2 separate regions of the Danio rerio genome follow, and region 2 is linked to region 1. A link is a contact called in public HiChIP or PLAC-seq data. All regions are on one chromosome and are shown on one strand. The core of a region is the stretch at or near the end of the contact, and the rest is flanking DNA. Distances in the headings are between cores, read along the strand shown. Region 1 holds the start of sp8a (sp8 transcription factor a). Region 2 holds the start of hycc1 (hyccin PI4KA lipid kinase complex subunit 1).

Region 1 (5,536 bases), core at 2,823-5,322:
ACTTATTTAAAATGAACTAAAACAACATAATTATTGAGTTTTTTTGGCACTTTTTGTTTTATGTTCAATCCACTTAAATTTGTTGCATGAACTAAATTGATTTGTGTTGGAGCAGCATAAATAAATTGTGTGGAATTCAGCATTTTTACAATGTAGTGTTTTACAAAATATGGTGGATACGTGGATAATATTATTTCACGTCAGCACTTGTGATCAAAATAATTGATGGGCCTTTTGAGCTGCTGTTCGGTCATTGGCCACTAAGAGGAGCTAAATACTTAAACGGTGATGAAATAATTAGCCTAAAATGTCATCAGGTCAGGGCATCCGCTGCGTAAAAACTTGCTGGATAAGTTGGCGGTTCAATCCGCTGTGGCGACCCCAGGATTAATAAAGGACTACGCCGACAATATGAATGAATGTCATCAGGTCACAAACAAATGATTTTGAACCAGGCACAACATGTTTTATTTTTTATTTGCGTGATTTTACTTAAGAGTTTTGTGTAAGCTATTACTTTAGTTGGGGCAGATTGAGTTCAGTCAAAATAAATCTGCTTTAAAGTCGTTTAGCTAATGTGCTGTATATAGGTTTATACTTTTTCTATTGCCAATCAAAAAAGAGTCGTTTACAATATTTCTCAGTTTAATTTGTGACTATATTTTAGACAATGCATTTCAGTCACACGCGAATGAATATATCAAAACCAAACAAAAAATAACATTAATAACATTTAATTTAATTATTTTGCCTATTAAAAAATATATAATAATAATAATAATAATAATAATAGGCCTAATAATAATAATAACAATAATAATAATATAATAATAATAATAATTGACACTGTAATTGTTTTGTTTTGTATACCGCCAGTTCCCTTCGGAGTTTATAGGCTGAAATAAACTTAAATATTTCGCAAACAAAACTGTCACCAACCCACAGAACACATAAAAACAGTCCAAGTCAAATGTGACTTTATTATCTCAAAGTAAACGGTCAGTAAATACAAACACACATGCTGATTTAAATAATAATAATAAAACAAACGATAAACAAAAGATGATCGAGCTGATTCGATCCCGAAATTATAAATATAGATTCAAAGTGCGACTCTGATAGACTTCAAAGCACAAATCAAACTCGATGATAAATAGAGTTTCAAGACAATCCTATGTACAATCTCACTTTGCATTGAGAAGGGTTGAGATTCACTAGATAACAACTGCACGATGAAATTAAGACTAATGTACAAAAGCGCGCTTTTAACCTCCAGATGATGCGTGAGTTTTCGTAGATTCACTCGATTAGAGACTTTGCATTTCAAAATCAAGTTGCACAAAATAAAACCGTTTAATAAAAACAAACGTGCAGCTGCTAAGAAATAAAATCCTTGATTTCCTATCTGAAGTAATAAAGTGCCTCAAGAGACAGGAGTGAATGGGGAATCTGGAAATGCAGCGCAAATAAGTTCAGCAGTTTGTTTCATCTTTACCTCCATTGCGAGGTTATTTGATCACTTTATTCATGAAGGAGTGGTTTAAATATCCAAGAACACCTGAGAGAGACCTTCTGCTGATTTACAGACAATTATCATTAAACATTTTTGAACATTTGCGTCTATTCTGATAAATCCACTGGCCTTTAAATGCGCACTGAACATTCTTAAACATAAAGGCTCGTCAATGAACATCGCAGCCTCTTGAACGCACACAAAATCTGAACTTCTTAACAAGAATAAGAGTTGCTCTTTTCCAAAAGGAAAGGTTTATTGGCACCTGTGGCTCAATTGGGAACTTGTTTGAGACCAGTTTCCATTCCACAAAAAAGTGCTTTGTAGTGGAAAAGTGTCCTTTAGAGTTGTATTATTAATTTAGGAACTTTTTAAAAGATTTATTGCATCGCTCAGAAGAAACAACTCTTTTTTTAGAAGCTTTATTTTTAAGAATGTGCGGCTCTTTGGAGATTAAACGCTTTATGCTGTGTTTTTCGGTTCTTCAGATTTGTACGCACTATGCAAGTTTTCCAATAATTTGAGAATGCAGTTATATTTATGTTTTGCTTCTCATTTGAACCTTTATCTTTAAGAATGCACGCATGCATTTAGTTCTTTTCAGAGTCCGTTCTGGACGGGTTCTGTGTTGTGGATCATTTCCGGGGATTGGCAGGCTGGGCTGCCCGGTACACTCTGTTCGCTGTCGGTATCGCTGCTCTTTTTAAGCCCGTTAGACCCGGGTTCCCCGGCGCTGTGCGTTTTTACGTGTTTACTGAGATGATCACTGCGCATGAAGCGCTTGTTACACACTGGACAGGAGAATCTCTTTTCCCCGGTGTGTGTGCGTAAATGTCGCTGGAGCTCGTCGGATCTGGTGAAGCGCTTCCCACAGAAGAGCCAGTTACACACGAACGGCCTCTCGCCGGTGTGCCAGCGCAAATGCGCTTTGAGGTGAGAGGTCTTTCCGTATACTTTCCCGCAGCCCGGGATGTGGCAGCTGTGGAGCCCCTTTCTGCGTAGACTGGCCCCCGCAGGCCCCAGTCTCTCCGCCTCCTGACAGTTCGGACAGTCACAGGTCGCTCTGCCCGAGTAGCGCCTGGTGGAGGAACGCGGAGACCCGGCCAACGGCACCACAGGAGACCCTCCTAAAACCGCGCTGTTGGCACCAGTGCTGCTGTCTGTGTAGGTGGCGGAGAGAACTGGTTTGAACCCGTCCATCAGGTGCTGCCCACTGCTTAGGAGATGTGGAGACGGGCTGGCACTGAACGCGGAGTGAGTGAGGGAGGGATAGTCTGAGTTATAGCCGCTCAGGGGCGAATGCAAAGAGGTCTGAAGCGCGGCACCATTCGCGCTTTGAACATCAATCCAACCTGTGCCAACATCCCACCAGGAGGATCCGCTCCCATCCCCGGAGGAGATGCCAGCATGCGCGGATTTGAACCACGTCTCGTACGGGTGCGCGACGCTCATCCTCGGGTAAATCCCCTGGAGAGAGTCCACTTTCGAGATGAACACGGACTGCGCGCTCGGGTCCTGAGAACTGTTGGCGACTGAAGTTTGAAACACCGGATAGTCGTTTCCAAACGGGCTGGTGGAGGTGGTGGTGCCCGTTAAGGAGAACGAGCTGTTGGCGCTGAAAGAGTCGTTCCTCTGCGCGCCGAACGGGGAGAGAGAGCAGCTGCTGGGCGCTGCGCGTTTCCAAGGGTGAAAGCCGCCTTTCCCAAACGAGCCGCTGTCCGAGGGGGGACTCGAACTCCCTATTTTGTTACAGGTTGCTGCTAACATGGCCAATGGAGTGGATCCAACCCTTGGTTCCTCCTGTGCGCATACAAAAACCCAGTGTTAACAAGAAAGAAAAGGAGTTTGGCGTATTGCAAATTATAAGCAATTTATGAAAACGCGCACAATTTGATTAGTATTCTTTCAAAGATATTTTTTTCAAGGAAATCATTAGTTCATGAAAATACAGCAGTGAAACTTGATGGATTTTTTTTTTGTTGCGTTTAATTGGCTTTTTTACCAAAGCAAAAGTTTATGTTGTTTAAACTCAACCCGCTGTGATTTTATCCTTGCATTAAACTTTTCCGACTCTGTTCTGCCATCGGCAACACTGCTCATAAAAACAGAAAGTTCCAGTTAGAACCAGTTTTACAGTCTGATCCTTTTGGACAACATTTAACTCTGTTTAAATACACGTAAACCTTATGTATGACCCAGCAAATCTATAATAAAATTAGCCGATATCGATTGTTTAATCTCCTTTTTTAGTTAGGGATAATTTAAACTTGAGGTATTCAAAGAAATGTTCTACGAACATTATTTCCAATCAACGCCCTAAGAATTGTAAACATTCTGCAGGCTCATGTGACCTTAATCTAGCCTAACAGGTCAGCATTACGCACGGATTACGCACCGTCATTCATATCACTAGCGTATATTAATATAAACATCAGATTAAATCATCTTAAATTCGTCTCATTTCAGTTTAAAAAATCTCCAACAGACACACGAAGTATGTCCCAGCCAGCTTAACGCATAGAGATGCATCCGTACTCACCCCAAGAAGTGAAGTTGCCATCACCTGCGAAAGGTCTTTACATTTATAAGTCCCTCGGCTGTTTTGGAGACTTTTACCGCCCACCGCAGCACAAATGCTTTCGGCTCCGGCTTTGAAGATCCACCAGAGCCAGTGCGACCAATCAGATCAGCTGAAATCTTAGGGAATGCGCGTTCGGCGATGATGTCATCTCGATGACGTGTTGCACTGGTAATTGTTTACAAGTGGGAGGAGGGACGGGCGGGGGAGTCAATCTTTACTAGACCTTTTTTTTTTAATTGTTAGGGTAACCCATGTAAGGGTGACTAATATTTTATTCTAATGAGATGCATGTGAATGTTTATTTTTGCACAGTGCAACATTTAACAATAATATATACATTTAAATGATCTAAATATTAAAATCTGTATTATTTATGCGTAAGAGATTTTTTACACCGGGTTGGTGAGGGCGTGGATGGAGGGCGGAAGTGGGTGTTGCACGTGGAGGAGCAGGAGCTTTACAAACAACAGCAGATGAACTTCATCCACGAGCTCTGTCCTCTTTCATCTCATTCACAATAGAGATTCATGCGCGCTTCATCCACGCACAGTCCTGTGCTGCTGTTTCTGATCTCATTTAGGCCACTCTTGGTCATGAGAAACACTTAATTTAGTGCAAATTTGTAGAGAATAAATTGCAGTATTTTTTACTTATATAATGGGGTGCAAAAAAGACTTTAAGACATTTTTTATATGCCTTTAAGCAATTTGAGTGTATGATTAGAGCAGCATTTATAAAGCATTCCTCCTGCGCGCGCACACAAAAATATTTTATTCCATTGATTATATTGGTCTAGAAAGATATAATATTTTAAAAAGAAAATATATAATATACTAGAATATATATATATATATATATATATATATATATATATATATATATAATTATAAACATAAGCCTATATACTTTAGCCTTTACATTTCATAGCATTATCTAATATTTTCGAGCTCTTTATTAGATTTTAAATCCTAAATGTTGTGTTTTGACACTGCTGTATTTATAAATATGAACAAAACAAATAATATGCATATAAAAAAATCTGTTGGTTGCTGTGTCACATGCACGCGCTCAACCAGATTAAAACGCATCAACATGCGGCCCACGTGCACACTCCGTGTTTAATTTGACTTTCAGATTTAATAAAGAGGTGAGCTTTAATCACGCGATTTTTATTTGTTTGATACTAATGTTCGATCATTAGGCTACAGGCAGCGGGGAAAGTTAATTAAAAACCACGCGCAGGATCAATTCAGCTTTCAGGTCATCACGATTATATAGTTTATCAGATTTAGAGACTCGCTTGATTTTATAATACATTTGAAGCATTTATGTGTATTTGTGTGCTATTGTTTTAATAGAGGTAGAAGTTTGATGTCATCCTGCTGTCTGATTGATGAAAAAATGCAACAGTTAAATGATATAGTATGAAATATCAACCTAGT
Region 2 (5,571 bases), core at 2,056-4,555, 130 kb after region 1:
TTTAAAGGTCATCAGTTATTGGCTGCTGGCTAGACTGAGTTAAATGAGCCCAGTTAGAAGTCTGTAGGACAGTCTGATGCAGAGTTATAAGGTCACAAAGTTTGACCCAATGTTAAGTCAATGGGAATTTTGGGAATTTTCCGGGTCGTTTTTCGGAAAACCGAAAGTCGGATCAGTCGGAAAAGATATAGCAACCCGAGTCAGACCAGTTTGAAGGTTTGACGAAAGTTTGAAGTATGAAGCTTGAAAAGTTTAGGAGGAGATACACTTTAAAATTAGTCTCAGAAGAATAAGAAGAAGAAGAAGAAGAAGAAGAAGAACTAGAATTGTACATTTCCTAAAGGAAATGTGAATGGGGTTTGCGTGGCAAATCGATGGGGTACAATGTATTTGTTTTGGTTGCTAGGGTGTTCTGAATGGTTGCTAGGGTGTTCTGAGTGGTTGCTAAAGTGTTGCTAGGCGGTTGCTAGGGTGTCCTGAGTGGTTGCTAGGTGGTTGCTAAGGTGTTGCTAGGTGGTTGCTAAGGTGTCCTAAGTGGTTGATAGGTGGTTGCTAAGGTGTTGCTAGGCGGTTGCTAGGGTGTTCTGAGTGGTTGCTGGGTGGTTGCTAAGGTGTTCCTAGGTGGTTGCTAGGGTATTCGAAGTGGTTGCTAAGGCGTTGCTAGGTGGTTGCTAGGGTATTCGAAGTGGTTGCTAAGGCGTTGCTAGGTGGTTGCTAGGGTATTCTGAGTGGTTGCTAAGGTGTTGCTAGGTGGGTGCTATGGTGTCCTGAGTGGTTGCTAGGTGGTTGCTAAGGTGTTGCTAGGCGGTTGCTAAGGTGTCCTAAGTGGTTGCTAGGTGGTTGCAAAGGCGTTGCTAGGCCGTTGCTAGGGTGTTCTGAGTGGTTGCTAAGTTGTTGCTAGGCGGTTGCTAGGGTGTTCTGAGTGGTTGCTAGGTGGTTGCTAAGGTGTTGCTAGGCGGTTGCTAAGGTGTCCTAAGTGGTTTCTAGGTGGTTGCTAAGGAGTTGCTAGGTGGTTGCTAGGGTATTCTAAGTGGTTGCTAAGGTGTTGCTAGGCGGTTGCTAGGGTGTCCTAAGTGGTTGCTAGGTGGTTGCTAAGGTGTTGCTAGGCGGTTGCTAAGGTGTCCTAAGTGGTTGCTAGGTGGTTGCTAAGGTGTTGCTAGGCGGTTGCTAGGGTGTTCTGAGTGGTTGCTAAGGTGTTGCTAGGCGGTTGCTAAGGTGTCCTAAGTGGTTGCTAGGTGGTTGCTAAGGTGTTGCTAGGTGGTTGCTAGGGTATTCTAAGTAGTTGCTAAGGCGTTGCTAGGCGGTTGCTAGGGTGTCCTAAGTGGTTGCTAGGTGGTTGCTAAGGTGTTGCTAGGTGGTTGCTAGGGTATTCTGAGTGGTTGCTAAGGCGTTGCTAGGCGGTTGCTAGGGTGTCCTGAGTGGTCGCTAGGCCCTTACTAAGGCGTTACTAGGCGGTTGCTAGGTGGTTGCTAGGCGGTTGCTAGGGTAATTTGGGCGGTTACTAGGCAGTTGCTAGGGTACCCTGGGTGGTTACTAGGCAAGCCTCACATACATGCCTGATGAAATATTTATACTTAGTGAGCATTTCTAGCAAGTTACAGTACATGGCTAGTCAATATTAGCATGTAGCTAGTCACTGCTAGCATGTGTAGCATATAGGAAGTTCCGTTTGCTAGCATGAGTCAAACGAGCCAATCCCCAAGTCTCTACGATGTTCCGATGCTGAGATATAGCTGTTGATGAACGGTTGCTAGGGTACTCTCTTTTGTTGCTATGGGCGAGGTTACAGAGTGAACTTGAATGTGGTTGGCTGTCCAAGTCAAATGAGCCAACCCCCAAGTCAATAGGACACTGCTAAAGCAAAGATATTCATGTAGGCCAGTTATAATGGCAGTCTATGGGACCAGTTTGGGGGCGTGGCTTGTGAGATTCATTATCATATTGAGATGCTCATTGGTTGTCTGAGTCAGATGAGCCATCCCCCAAGCCAATAGGACACTGCTAAGCAAAGATATGCATGTAGGGCAGTTATAATGGCAGTCTATGGGACCAGTTTGGGGGCGTGGCTTATGAGCTTCATTATCATATTGAGATGCTGATTGGTTGTCTGAGTCAGATGAGCCCACCCCCATGTCTCTATGACACTCCTATGTAATGTTATAGATGTGTGACCTTTATAATGGAAGTCAATGGGATGTGCAATGGGACGCCCCACCCCATGTTAAGTCAATGGGGCAGTTATTAAGGGTCTTTAAATGGTTTGGGGGGGCGTGGCTTGTGAGTTTCAAAATCATATTGAGATGCTGATTGGTTGCCTCAGTCAAGTTAGCCAACCCCCAAGTCTGTATGACACTGCTATGTAATGTGATTGACATGTGAGTCAAGAAATGAATGGGAGTCAATGGGCCATGTAAAGTCAATGGGGACCCCTTTGGGACGTCCTAGCACCCCAGGGGTACAACTTATACCCCTTTTTGGGGTATGTTCTCATACAGGCTGCAACCCCCTACAGATGTTGCGAATCCCATATTTCTACGAATTTCACACTTGGCGCTATAACGCCTAAAAGGTCGTCCCATTTCGCGGCGCGTTTAGTGCTCTCCTAGAAAAATGAATGGGAGTCAATGGGGCCAATGTAAGTCAATGGGAGCACTTTGGGACGTCCTAGAGCCCCAGGGGTGCAACTTTTACCCCCTTGCAAGGTATGTTCTCACTTAGGCTGCAACCCTCTACAGATGCTGTGAATCCCATATTTCTATGAATTTCACACGCGGCGCTGTGAGTCGTCAAAGTTCGGCTCAATGTTAAGTCTATGGGATTTTTGGGGGGGTTTTTTGGCCCCTGCGGGGCCAAAAAACCCCCCACCCCTTATAAAAGTCATAGCACACCATTCCCGATAAGACCGGACGATTTGAGCCCACTTTCAAGGGTCTGGGACGAAAGCTGCGGGACTAGTTACGCGCCGAAAAATGGTACGGAAGAAGGAAGAAGAAGAATAATAAGCCAGCACAATTGTAAGAATGGACTTTGCCTATGGCAAACCCCATTAATAATAATAAGTTTACGTGAGATAACAGTATGTTGGCTTTTCAAGCCACCATAAATATATTTAACACTAGTTACAACGGATGCACTCTATCTCGCTAGTGGAAACCCTGTAGCCCCGCCTCCGCCATCTCTTGATTGGCTGTTATTTGTGGAGTCGCCGTTGGGTTTTATATGCTCCTACGCCATTGGCTCGTGCCGCGGTCAATCAGAAATCCTAACTCGCTCCATGTTAGACTGAAGTGTGTGAAAGTACTGGCGAGTGACTCCCGTGTGTTCAGTCATTTCAGCGCGTAAATGGATTAACCGAGACATAAACGTGTCGAACGGGAGGGAAGCTGTTTAAAGAGCATGATAAGTGAGTATATGTTTAATAACAGCCTTTATTTGAGCTCTAAATGTGCGTCTCGTGTACATGTACCGATGGCGCGGCGGTTGTTCTCATGTGTCTGACTGAACAAACTCAGCTTATGATAATAAAAAGGCTTCATATATGTGTTTTAAACTCGTTCGTGTGTGTCTTTGCAAACTTTATATGTGAAAGCACACGTGTTTTAGAACAGACTCTGTGTTTGCTGTTTTAAGCAGTTGACATGGCAGTTGCGCGCGAGCTGTCACTGCTGAAGTGTGTGTGTGTGTGTGTGTGTGTGGATGTAACGCACATTTGTGTGTATGAGCGTATGCGCTTTGTATGGGTATGCCGTGTGTTTACATGCATGTTGGTTTGTATTTGCATACTTGTATTGGTTTAAGTGTATGAATATTTTTGAGTCATGTTTGAGTGCTTGTTAGTGTGCTCACATGCATTGTTTTCTATTTGAAATGCTTGAGTGTGTGTGTATCATGCATGTAAGCGAATAATGTTGCTTAATATAAGCTAAATATCTTACAAGTTATATCTTAGACCCATTTTTAATATTATTTTTTTCGGTATTTTAAAGGGTAGTCATGTGGTAAGTTATATATAGGTCTTTTTTATATTTTATGATGGGGTTTATTGGATAAAAATGATCTTTTGTGGGGGGGTTTAATGCATTTAAAATCTATTTGGGTGAAGTTGGTTTTATATTTGCATGTTTTGACTTTCTCTTTAATAATATAATTTTAGAAAATTATTCTTTGCAAACATTTAAATGGGAAATCATATTAGCAGCCAATGACTATCAAAGCACAGCAATGTTTACTGTCAGTCAGAGAGTGCTGATGTTGTTTTAAAGTCATATCTGCATGCTATTTCAGACTGAATTTCTGAAGTAGTGTTGTAAAAAATATTAGTGCCTTGTCAAAGTTGTCACTTTATGCTCATTAAAGTATAATTAATCTGAATTAGCCCTTTTAAATTCTGCTTTAGTGTATTATTGAATGCTAAAGTCTGAATGTGTGAATATAAAACCAACTTTACCAATAATGCAACTTTAATATAAGCTAAATATCTTACAAATTACAACTTCGACCCATTTATGATATTAATTTGTCACAGTGTTAATTGGGTTGTCATGTGGTAAGGTATATATAGGTCTCCTTTATATTTGATGATGGGGTTTATTGGATGAAAATGGTTTAAAATGTATTGGGGTGAAGTAGTTTTTTTATTTGCATGTTTTGACTCTGTCTCCTTAATAATATAATTTCAGAAAATTCTAAATAAGGAAATCATAATAGCTGCCATTGACTATCAAAGCACTGCAATGTTTACATTCTATTAAATATTGCTAATGTTGTTTTAAAGTCATGCTTGCATGTTATTTTAGACCGAATATTCAAAGTAGTGTTGTAAAAAATATAAGAATCATGTCACAAGTTGTCACTTTGTGCTCGTAATCGTATAATTAATCTGAATTAGCCTTATTAATTCTGCTTTAGTGTATTATTGAATGGCAAAGTCTGAATGTGTGAATATAAAACCAACTTTACATGAATTAACGCCCCTGCTTATTTGTATTTACAGTTTTAGGACTGCACAATATATCGTTACAGCATCAATATCGTAATGTGTGCATTCGCAATAGTCACATCGCTGCATTTGTTTAATTATAGTTGTTGATCATCAATGAAGAACGGACCGTGTTTACATTTTACATTACATTTGAAACAGCGATCATGCATAAGGTGGCGCTTCTTGTAATGGCGGATCGAACATACGGTATATCAATGTTGCAATTCTAAGAAATATCACCGGCCAATTTATTAGGTACAACGGCTTGTTAATGCTAAATTCTAATAAGCCAATCACATGCCAGCGACTCAATGCATTTAGGCATGTAGACATGGTCAAGACGATCTGCTGCAGTTCAAAGCGAGCATCAGAATGGGGAAGAAAGGGGATTTAAGTGCCTTTGAGCGTGGCATGGTTGTTGGTGCCAGACGGGCTTGTCTGAGTATTTCAGAAACGGCTGATCTACTGGGATCTTCAATGATTTTGAACATGACAATGAGTTCACTGTACTCAAATGGCCTCCACAGTCACACGATCTCAAACGAATGGAGCACTTTTGGTATGTGTTGGAACGGGAGATTGGCATCATA

What was found. HiChIP or PLAC-seq counts read pairs in DNA pulled down with a chosen protein or histone mark.
Region 2: an H3K4me3 HiChIP or PLAC-seq map of embryo shows a contact between it and region 1, with 4 times the contacts expected there. The contact joins the promoter of hycc1 here to the promoter of sp8a in region 1. A contact is called at or near these places in 2 of 18 Hi-C or Micro-C datasets (caudal fin and embryo) and 1 of 4 datasets of contacts at active chromatin or transcription factors (embryo).

The regions. Positions count from the first base shown.
Region 1 is chr19:2,788,209-2,793,744 of GRCz12tu, forward strand. sp8a (sp8 transcription factor a) reads right to left here and starts at 4,073. Exons shown (of 2, transcript NM_213241.2): 1 at 4,053-4,073; 2 at 961-3,313. The coding sequence starts at 4,073. The coding sequence ends at 2,114.
Region 2 is chr19:2,920,859-2,926,429 of GRCz12tu, forward strand. It overlaps hycc1 (hyccin PI4KA lipid kinase complex subunit 1), which reads left to right and starts at 3,306. Exons shown (of 11, transcript NM_205630.1): 1 at 3,306-3,403.